3 separate regions of the Anas platyrhynchos genome follow, and all the other regions are linked to region 3. Evidence: chromatin contacts called from public Hi-C data. All regions are on one chromosome and are shown on one strand. Each heading gives the region's core, a stretch centred on a gene start, on an enhancer-like site or on the middle of the called end of the contact. The rest is flanking DNA. Distances are from core to core; before and after follow the strand shown. Region 1 holds the start of ATRIP (ATR interacting protein). Region 2 overlaps IPPK (inositol-pentakisphosphate 2-kinase). Region 3 holds the start of NOL8 (nucleolar protein 8).

What was found. A called contact is a pair of places that touch in the nucleus more often than the background predicts.
Region 1: a Hi-C map of subcutaneous adipose tissue shows a contact between it and region 3, with 2.7 times the contacts expected there. The contact joins the promoter of ATRIP here to the promoter of NOL8 in region 3. A contact is called at or near these places in 2 of 8 Hi-C or Micro-C datasets (liver and subcutaneous adipose tissue).
Region 2: a contact with region 3 is called in a Hi-C map of skeletal muscle, with 2.9 times the contacts expected there. The contact joins the enhancer-like site here to the promoter of NOL8 in region 3. A contact is called at or near these places in 3 of 8 Hi-C or Micro-C datasets (liver, skeletal muscle and subcutaneous adipose tissue).

What each region holds. Positions count from the first base shown.
Region 1 is chr13:16,066,588-16,069,409 of IASCAAS_PekinDuck_T2T, forward strand. ATRIP (ATR interacting protein) reads right to left here and starts at 1,428. Exons shown (of 12, transcript XM_027467728.3): 1 at 1,096-1,428; 2 at 931-1,016. The coding sequence starts at 1,396. IPPK (inositol-pentakisphosphate 2-kinase) reads left to right here and starts at 1,555. Exons shown (of 16, transcript XM_072044235.1): 1 at 1,555-1,852; 2 at 2,076-2,224.
Region 2 is chr13:16,108,430-16,111,129 of IASCAAS_PekinDuck_T2T, forward strand. IPPK (inositol-pentakisphosphate 2-kinase) reads left to right here. Exons shown (of 16, transcript XM_072044235.1): 8 at 1,273-1,394; 9 at 1,840-1,929. It overlaps CENPP (centromere protein P), which reads right to left. Exons shown (of 10, transcript XM_027467670.3): 10 at 1,155-2,700. Among named protein-coding and RNA genes, the nearest start is that of ECM2, 38 kb to the right of the region's middle. Within about 2 kb of position 1,327, at least 3 of the 8 cell types and tissues checked have an H3K27ac peak or open chromatin away from gene starts, as enhancers often do.
Region 3 is chr13:16,258,630-16,261,329 of IASCAAS_PekinDuck_T2T, forward strand. NOL8 (nucleolar protein 8) reads left to right here and starts at 1,311. Exons shown (of 17, transcript XM_038185802.2): 1 at 1,311-1,443; 2 at 2,086-2,270; 3 at 2,415-2,477. The coding sequence starts at 2,132. It overlaps CENPP (centromere protein P), which reads right to left and starts at 1,382. Exons shown (of 10, transcript XM_027467670.3): 1 at 1,248-1,382; 2 at 53-157.

The sequences.
Region 1 (2,822 bases), core at 178-2,677, 190 kb before region 3:
TGACAGCAAAGGTATATGTCAATGTTCTATCCTGGTATCTGTCAGAGACCATTCTTTCACCTCCTCTATGTTTATGCTATTTCTTTGACAAGTACTCTAGTCGCACACAACAAAAACTTATTAAAATGTTGGGATGTAACAATGATAATTTAACCACAGTATCTCATCAAGCACAGCAGCCAACAACAACGCTGTCCTCGGACAAGTTACCACCCCCAGACAGTATGTTCATGACACGTATAGCCTCGATTACTCTGAACAGCCATCACTGCTCAGAGACAAGACTGGAGAGAGAACAGAATGGGTTATTCAGAAAAGAATTGAGAAAAAAGTATAAAGACACCTCTATATCAGGATGTAAAATGATATTTTACCCTCACGTGGTGTACAGGCAGGGTCTTCCCAATAAAGGAGGAAACAAAAGAAGTGGAAGAGAGGTAAGGATGGTGACAGAACTGTAAATAGCGTAGGACCCTTCCATATGGGAGAAAGCACAACTGCGAGGAAACAAAGATCTATTGAAGCGGAACCGCTATGCAGAAATTATTGCTATTTGCTGCCTCTCTCAGTAGTCAAGCCCCATCTGCTAGAACCACACATGACCTTCAAAGCCAAATCAAAGAAGACATTTTCTGACACAACGTGTTGTTAAGCTGCTGACCGCTTTGACGCTAAGAGCTATCAAAAACCAGCCACCTGGTCATTTTAAAAAACAGACTGAAGGATATCACACTACCTCTGGTAGCAGTTTCTGTGTGAAGTTTTACCAGAGACTAAAAGAAAATGGTAAAACATTTGCACAACCCTGCTCAGATCTGATGTTTGAGCTGCTGGACGGGGCGCGTCCCTGCACTCCCTGCATCTCTTTCCTGTTCCCACGCGGCATCCCCGGGAGGTACCGCAGCCACCTCCGTGCCCGCCGCCGCCCACCTTGTGCCGGATCTCTTCGTGCTGTGTCTGCAGCACCTCGTAGCGGAACGCGTCCCTCGGCAGCCCGGTATCCGCGCCGCCCCCTGCTGAGGAAAGAGCCCGGCGGGCCGTGAGGCTCGGCTCGGCTCGGCTCGCCCCAGCACCCCCCGCTCCCCTCACACCGACCTGCGGGCTCCTGCCCCGCAGCCCTGCCCCGCGGCCCGGCCCGGCCGCCCCAGCCGCGCCCCGCGTCCTGCGACAGCGCCTGCGAGGCGAGCGTCTCGATCTCCTCCAGCTCGTCCGCCGTGAAGTCGTCGCCGTCCCCGAACGGGTCCTCCGGCGCCTCGCCGCCGCCCGCCGCCGGCCCCTTGGGGCGCTTGTGAGGCGGGACGCCGTTGCCCAGCGGCGCGGCCGGAGCGGGGCCCCGCACCCAGCCCGCCCCGCACAGCGCGGGGCCGCTGCGCTTCCGCGGCCCGGGCGCCGCCATAGCGGCCGGCGCCGAGCTCTGAGGGGACGGGGCGCGGAGCCCGCCGCGCCGCCCGGCAGCCAATCAGCGGCCGGCAGCCCGCCCGCCCGGCCAATGGGGGCCGCCGCGGTGACGTCACGGCAGCTCGCGTCACCGCCCCCTCGCTGTGGTAAATCCCCCGCGGCCGCCGCCTCCTGGCCCTTTGGGGCCTTTCCCACAGAAATTGGGGTCCCAACCGCCTTATTTTCACTTTTTTTTTTTTTTAAATTTTTTTTTATTTTGTTTTGTTCTCTAATAAAGCAGAGCCGGTAGCGGGTCATAATATCGGGAAAGGGCTCTGTCTGCGAAAAATCTGTGGTAAAAGCCTGCTGCTGGGCTACCGGCAGCAGTGGGCTGCTGTACTCGCACCTCAGTCTGTCCGTAAAATGTCCCTAAATTGGGCTGCAAAACCGCCTTTCCAGCTGCTGTCTGCTCCAGGTAACCCAGGTGGGCGTAGGGCCACCAATATGCTGCCAAACCCTGCCGAGCAGGCCGTGGCCTCGCAGCGTTAGGCTCTGCAGGAGGCTCAGTGACAGCCCCGGTGCTAGGGAGCCCTGGTGACCCTCACACGAGGCCCGCGGTGCTGCTGGCAGCACATCTCAGCTTCCACAGGAGAAATCTGATTGCTTTTGTTCGTTTCTCTGCTGCCCTTCGCATGCAGTGCACTGAAATCACTGCTGGAGCACAATGTGTTTTATTCATCGTTCGTGCATAAACAGTGAGAGCCTGGGACCAGCTATAAAGGCCAAAAGAAAGGCAGCCTGAGCGGTGCTCTCAGCTGGCCCAGCTCCTGCACTAACCTGGTCACAGGTGAGCCCTTAGGATTCAGGCAGCTGCAGCTACTTAGCACAAGGGGGAGTGGTTGTAAAGAGAAGGTTTGCATCATTTTACCGGTGGGGTATAGGTGTAAGTCTTCTTATAAAAAGATATACCTTGTTAATTAACTTATTAGGTGGAGGAGACTGTGGAAAGTCTTGGCATTTACTTCATTGAATGTGTCCTTTGGAAATACTATTTGTGTCTGTAGTGGGAATGTTAGCGTCATGTTTGGCTCTGTAGTGTGGTGATAAAGGCACTTACTGTTTGTAAGAGTGTTTTTACTGGGTTATGTTTAATGAGAGATGCTTCAAATAGATGGTGTAAAACAAAAACTTATTGCGTTAGTTAAAACCTTCTTGTAGAGGGTCTAGGTTTCTGTGTCAGTCACTCTAGAAAGGCAGACTGAGAACTGTAAGCAAAAAGGATCTTGACTAAGATTTTACTTGGTCTTTGTATTTTTCATTTTATGATTATTTTATATGATAACAGACTGGGCTAGCGCTATTGTTAGTTATTGTTTTTACTTTTAATAGTGATGATGTATGGCTGATACAGCTTCATCCCCCCCCGCTAAAGTTGAGGAAAAAAT
Region 2 (2,700 bases), core at 77-2,576, 150 kb before region 3:
AAATTTGTTGTGGAAAAATGGGTGTGTTCCAGGCTGTAAAACTGCATCTGCTAGTGGTTTCATCAAGTTGGAGAAAGGGATCCACTTTAAGCCTGTGTTTGATAATTCCTGAACAAGCTTTTTACCTTGCTCTTGAAGTCCTTTAGAAAGATCAAGGAGGGTGGTGGAAGATACTCATTAAAATACTGTTTTCTCAAGCCTTCTTTAGAAGGCTCAGAAACGTCTGTTTCAGGAGATTTCATAGAAGAAAGATGTGATATAAAATCCTTTGGTAAGTGTAGCCAGTTCCTTGAAGCCTTTGATCCTTTGGAAAAAGTGACTTAATTTACCTATGAATAAGGCAGGACACTCTGTATTGACTTGTTGTCACCTGAGAAAGTTTCACAGTGCCAGAAACCAGCAAGGTAAGTAAATACTGTGCCTAATAAAAGTTGCTAAAGGTTTTTTTTTTTTGTTTTTTTCTTTTTTCCCCTCAAGACTGTTTATCTGGACTATATTCAGAAATACTATTTTTGGGTGGTTTTAAAAATTCTTGCAATAAGCTATCATAGAATCAGGAATCCTCCTTTAAGGAGGAGGAACCTAACTTTTGTTTCATTTATGTTGCTTTTGTCCTATTTATTATTTTGTTGTAAACACTGGAATGTTAGGGAGAGGTGGTTCTTCAGTTAATTGCTTCCTATCAATATTTTTTAGTACGTTGTATCTTGATTTCAAGCCTGGGACAAATGTTTGAAACCTTGCAGAAGCACTACGTGCAAACTGAGGAATTGAGCTAAGCCACTTGTGGATTCTGTTTAGATTTACACTTTCTCCTCAACTTCTGCCTGTCGCTATTGATATGCCTGTCCATTTCCACAGGCCCAGGGATGGCAGCAATTTTAGTAAGCAAACATGAGATCGTCTCTTTGAATACAGTTATAAATCTCTACCTTGGCCACTCCATTGCTGTTTCAGGCCTCTCATTGCTAAGTTTCTTAGGATGCGCTGGAAACAGGCCATTAAAAGCAGCTCTTGAAGCACTCTTTATGACACTTTTGAGGAAGGAGAAAATGGGTGTTGCTAATGGGAAGGCCAGATTTATGCAAGCGCGTAATTGGCTAAATCCTGCTAAACTGTGTCCTGCCTTTGTGTTGTTTTTGTTTTTTTGTGTGTGTGTGTGTGTGTTTTGTTTCATTTCTTTCTTCCCCCAACTGCTGAACAACACAACTACAGTGTAAAACAAACATCCACACACTTAATTTTCTCGGTGGTGTTTTTTTTTCTCTCTAGAGTCTCGCTGTGATAAGGATATGGACACACTTAGTGGTTATGCAATGTGCCTTCCTAATCTTACCAGGCTGCAGACCTATCGTTTTGTGGAACATCGGCCAATCCTCTGCATAGAGATTAAGGTATTGAATAGGAGAAAATCCTTCTTTTTGTTGTTGTTGTTATTGTGGTTTTGTTCTTTTACAGTTTTTAAGCATGTACTGACCAGAGTAGATTTGAAGAAATTCAGCAGTAGGATATGGCATAGCTCACTGCTTTTGCTGTGACCCATAGGATAAAATACCATCCCCACTCCCTCACCAAATTTCTGATCTTTTGAAACTTGAATTCCCAGATATTAGTAGGTTTCTTCTGTAGGCCACAGCAATTTTGTGTGTCCTTATTTCTTCACTGAGTACTCTAAAATAATTGGGAATAATGTACGGTGACATATATAAAACCTTTAAGTATTAGGTGTTGATTTATATTTTTTTTTCTGTGTAAATACTTGAAAGATTTGCATATTGTAGGCCCTTTGTAGAAAGAAATGCATTTCTATTTGTAATCATTTCTGTTTGTTTGTTTTAGCCCAAGTGTGGCTTCATTCCTTTTTCCAGCCATGTTTCACAGGAGATAAAACACAAGGTGTGTCGTTACTGTATGCATCAGCATCTAAAGGTAATTTTTTTGGTCTTCGTCCTGCATTCTTTTGACAGTACTGTGTTTTATTCACAGTTATAAGCTTCTTTCATGTTGAAACTTGCGTGTTGTTGCTTAAACCTCTGATATGACTAACAATGGTAGGTGGATATGGATCTGAGTTGCTGGGTGTGAATCTGTTTAGTGAGAGGTGGAAAAAGTTCTGTGGGAAGTTGGAAGCAAACAAATACAATATTAGTCCTTAGGGACTATTGAAGCTGTTGATAAGGTAAACTCTTAAATCAAATTTCCTCTTAAATACAGCTCAGCGAATGCATGGTGACATCCCATACCGTAAAGCAACAGGTAACTGTGGTGGTTTTAATCCGGTGGGCGGCTGAGCTCCACAACTGCTCTCTCACTCCCCCTCCTCAAAGAGGAATGGGGAGAAAATATGATGAAAAGGGCTCAAGGGTTGAGATAAGGACAGGGAGATCACGCAGTAATTATTGTGACAGGCAAAACAGACTCAGCATAGGGAGATAGTAAGATCTATTGCCTATTACTAACAACCTAGAGAAGCAAGAAACAAAGGAAAGAAACCAAAAGCACCTTCCCCCCATCCACCCTCTTCCACCTCCTCCCACTGAGTGGCACGGGGGAATGGGGATTATGGTCAGCCTCCAGTCCTTCTTCACTGCTCCTTCTCGGTCACTCTCGTCCCCTGTGCTGTGGTGTCCCTCCCACGGGATGCAGTCCTTGATGAACTGATCTGGCGTGGGCTTCCCACAGGCAGCAGCTCTTCCAGAA
Region 3 (2,700 bases), core at 61-2,560:
CAGTTGTGAGCAATTCACCTAACGAGCCACCTGATCCTGTGATGAAACGCACCTTAGTTTCTCACAGTGAGCAGAGCTGTGCTTGCCAGCTGGTTAAACAAAGCCCAGCTACTCTTATGCAGGGCAAGAGCATAATCTGCCTCTCATGGAAACAGCGCTAAAAGGATACAAAGAAACAAACATCTTTCTCGAGTAAGTCAAAACAAGTAAATACCATTAAGAGAAAAAAACACCTTGAGATTAGCACACTAGTTTAGACACAACACATTCAAAGGACTGCAGAGAACATTACCCAACCGATGCATTAGAGCTTTCAATAGGAAAAAAAAAATCTAGCTTTATTTTGTGCATTTGCACATAACCACTGATGTATTTGAACGCAACCACACTAACGTGGCTCAATAAAAAGGGATGAGGGGAAAATGGGATTTTGTTGCTTTACTTCACAAGAAACGGCATATGAATAACATATATATGAAAACATTCAAAACAAAAAGTGGTGGAGTCACCATCCCTGGAAGTCTTTAAAAGACGTTTAGATGTAGAGCTTAGGGATATGGTTTAGTGGGGACTGTTAGCGTTAGGTCGGAGGTTGGACTCGATGATCTTGAGGTCTCTTCCAACCTAGAAATTCTGTGATTCTGTAAATAGAACGCGTTGACAAACACCACGGCTTTAACAGAGAGCGCCTTGGGAAAACAATCGGGAGGTCGCTATAGCCGAAGCTTCCCGTGCCAGCGAACTCTGGGGCTGGGAGCGGGTTTAAAGCTTCGGGCGGTGCCGCAGAGCCCGGGGACCCTCAGCAGTTCAAAGAGCATCGCCCCCGGCAGACAGCAGCGCTTCCTCTTACCCGAGCGAGACGTACCTGTACGGGCACAGCAGTTTTTTCTCCTCGTCCCGAGCGTGTGTCCGCCTCAGGGTCGACCCCCTCAGCTTCTCGCCCACCCGCCCGCGCGCAGCTCCAACGGCCGCCGCGCGAGGCGCCCCCCGCCCAACCGCCGCGCGCGCCGCGCCTTCGAACTGCGCGCCCAGCCCGCCCCGCCGCCGCACCGGGCGCTACCACTGCTGCTGCCGGAGAGGGGGGAGCCAGCCGCAGCACCGGGCTTTCGTTGCGCCCTTGAGGAATAGCGAAATATCCGAAAGGACAGATGCTGAGGTTTCTATATGAGATGAGTAGTAACGGGGTTGTTGATGTGGCTACTTCCTTTAATTTTCTCGCTTCTATCTTGGGGAAACACCCCCTCTACCTTTCTTCCGAGTTGGTTGCGTCCCGTGCCCCGAGCCGTGTGTTGCCCCCAAACCTGACCGGCCGCCAACAGGAGCCCGGCGGCAGCGCGGGAGGAGCAGCGGGAGGCGGAACCCTCCTGCGGGGAGACGGCGCCGGGAAGGGCTGAGAGGGGGACGGCACCGGCAGCGGCTCCGTGAGGAGCGCACATGGAGGCGGTGAGCGGCGGCTGGGGCTGGGGCTGGGGGGGGCTTAAATCGTGTTGGTGTGTGTGTGCTGGAAAACAAGGGGGTGAGCTCGGCCTTCCCCCTGCTGTGCTGTGCTTTTGTTGTCGCTTGTGCTGGAACGAGACGCGCAGTGAGGAGGGACCGGCCCCTTGCGCCAAGCGCTCAGGTGCGCAGGAGCGCGTGGTGTCGGGGCAGAAATACTTAAACAGGTTCACAGTTCAGTGTTTCTACTACTCAACGTTTTGTTTTCTGTAAAGAAATTCTGAGGTGTAGGAGGGCTTGAGCTTCATCTGCACCAATCCACACAGGTTGTATTCCTAAACATCAGTTCTGGTGTTGTTACCTTAAAAGTTACAGGTAAAAGCTTGATAACTTGCAAGCTTTCGGTTGTGATACCAGGGGGAGAAGCGAAAGGAATGCCGAGCTGTTCACGCGTATTGTCATGCAGCAAGTTATGCGCTTTAAGGTAAAAGATAAGCTAAGCCCTAGCATACAGCAATGCTTGCTGATAGTTTGGAGCAGAGCACGTTACCTAGTCCAAAGCAAAGGTGCCCTCTTCTCAAAGGTTCTTTGTGGAGGAATTTTGATGGAATGATTTGTTTCATAATTGGAACTATTGTTATCATTTTACAGAAAAACAGAGTGCGTGTTACGGATGTGACAGCTTGACTTCTTGAATATGGAGAAGGAACAAGCTTCAAAACGTCTTTATGTTGGAGGTCTTGGCCATACAGTTTCTAAGGCTGAACTACAAGAAAGATTTGGGAAGTTTGGACGTGTTTCGGATGTAGAGATTATTACCAGAAAAGATGACCAGGGTAACAGTTTTATATCATTCTTTAAAAGTGGGTTGTGCTTCAACTCATAGTGTGAAATACTGTTCTTGTTTCAGAAATACTTTATTTTCAGGAAATAAATGTTAAAGTTACATAGAAATTAAATTAATGTTTATCATTGAGCAGGAAATCCTACGAAAACTTTTGCTTACATCACTGCCAACATTTCTGAAACAGATCTTAAAAAATGTAAGTATATTCTTTTCATTTTATTTATAAGTATATTATGTTCCTGAGTCAAATTACGTTACTGACGGTTCATCTGATGTCAAGTCAGAACACGGTCCAAGCAGAGCTTGTTTCATTCTGTTGTCGTACTCGATTCACTTGCTTTAAGTTGCAGTATATGGAGGCTGTTTTTGCTAGACTTCTCAGTGAGCAGATGCTAGCAGATTTAAAAAAGAATAAAAAA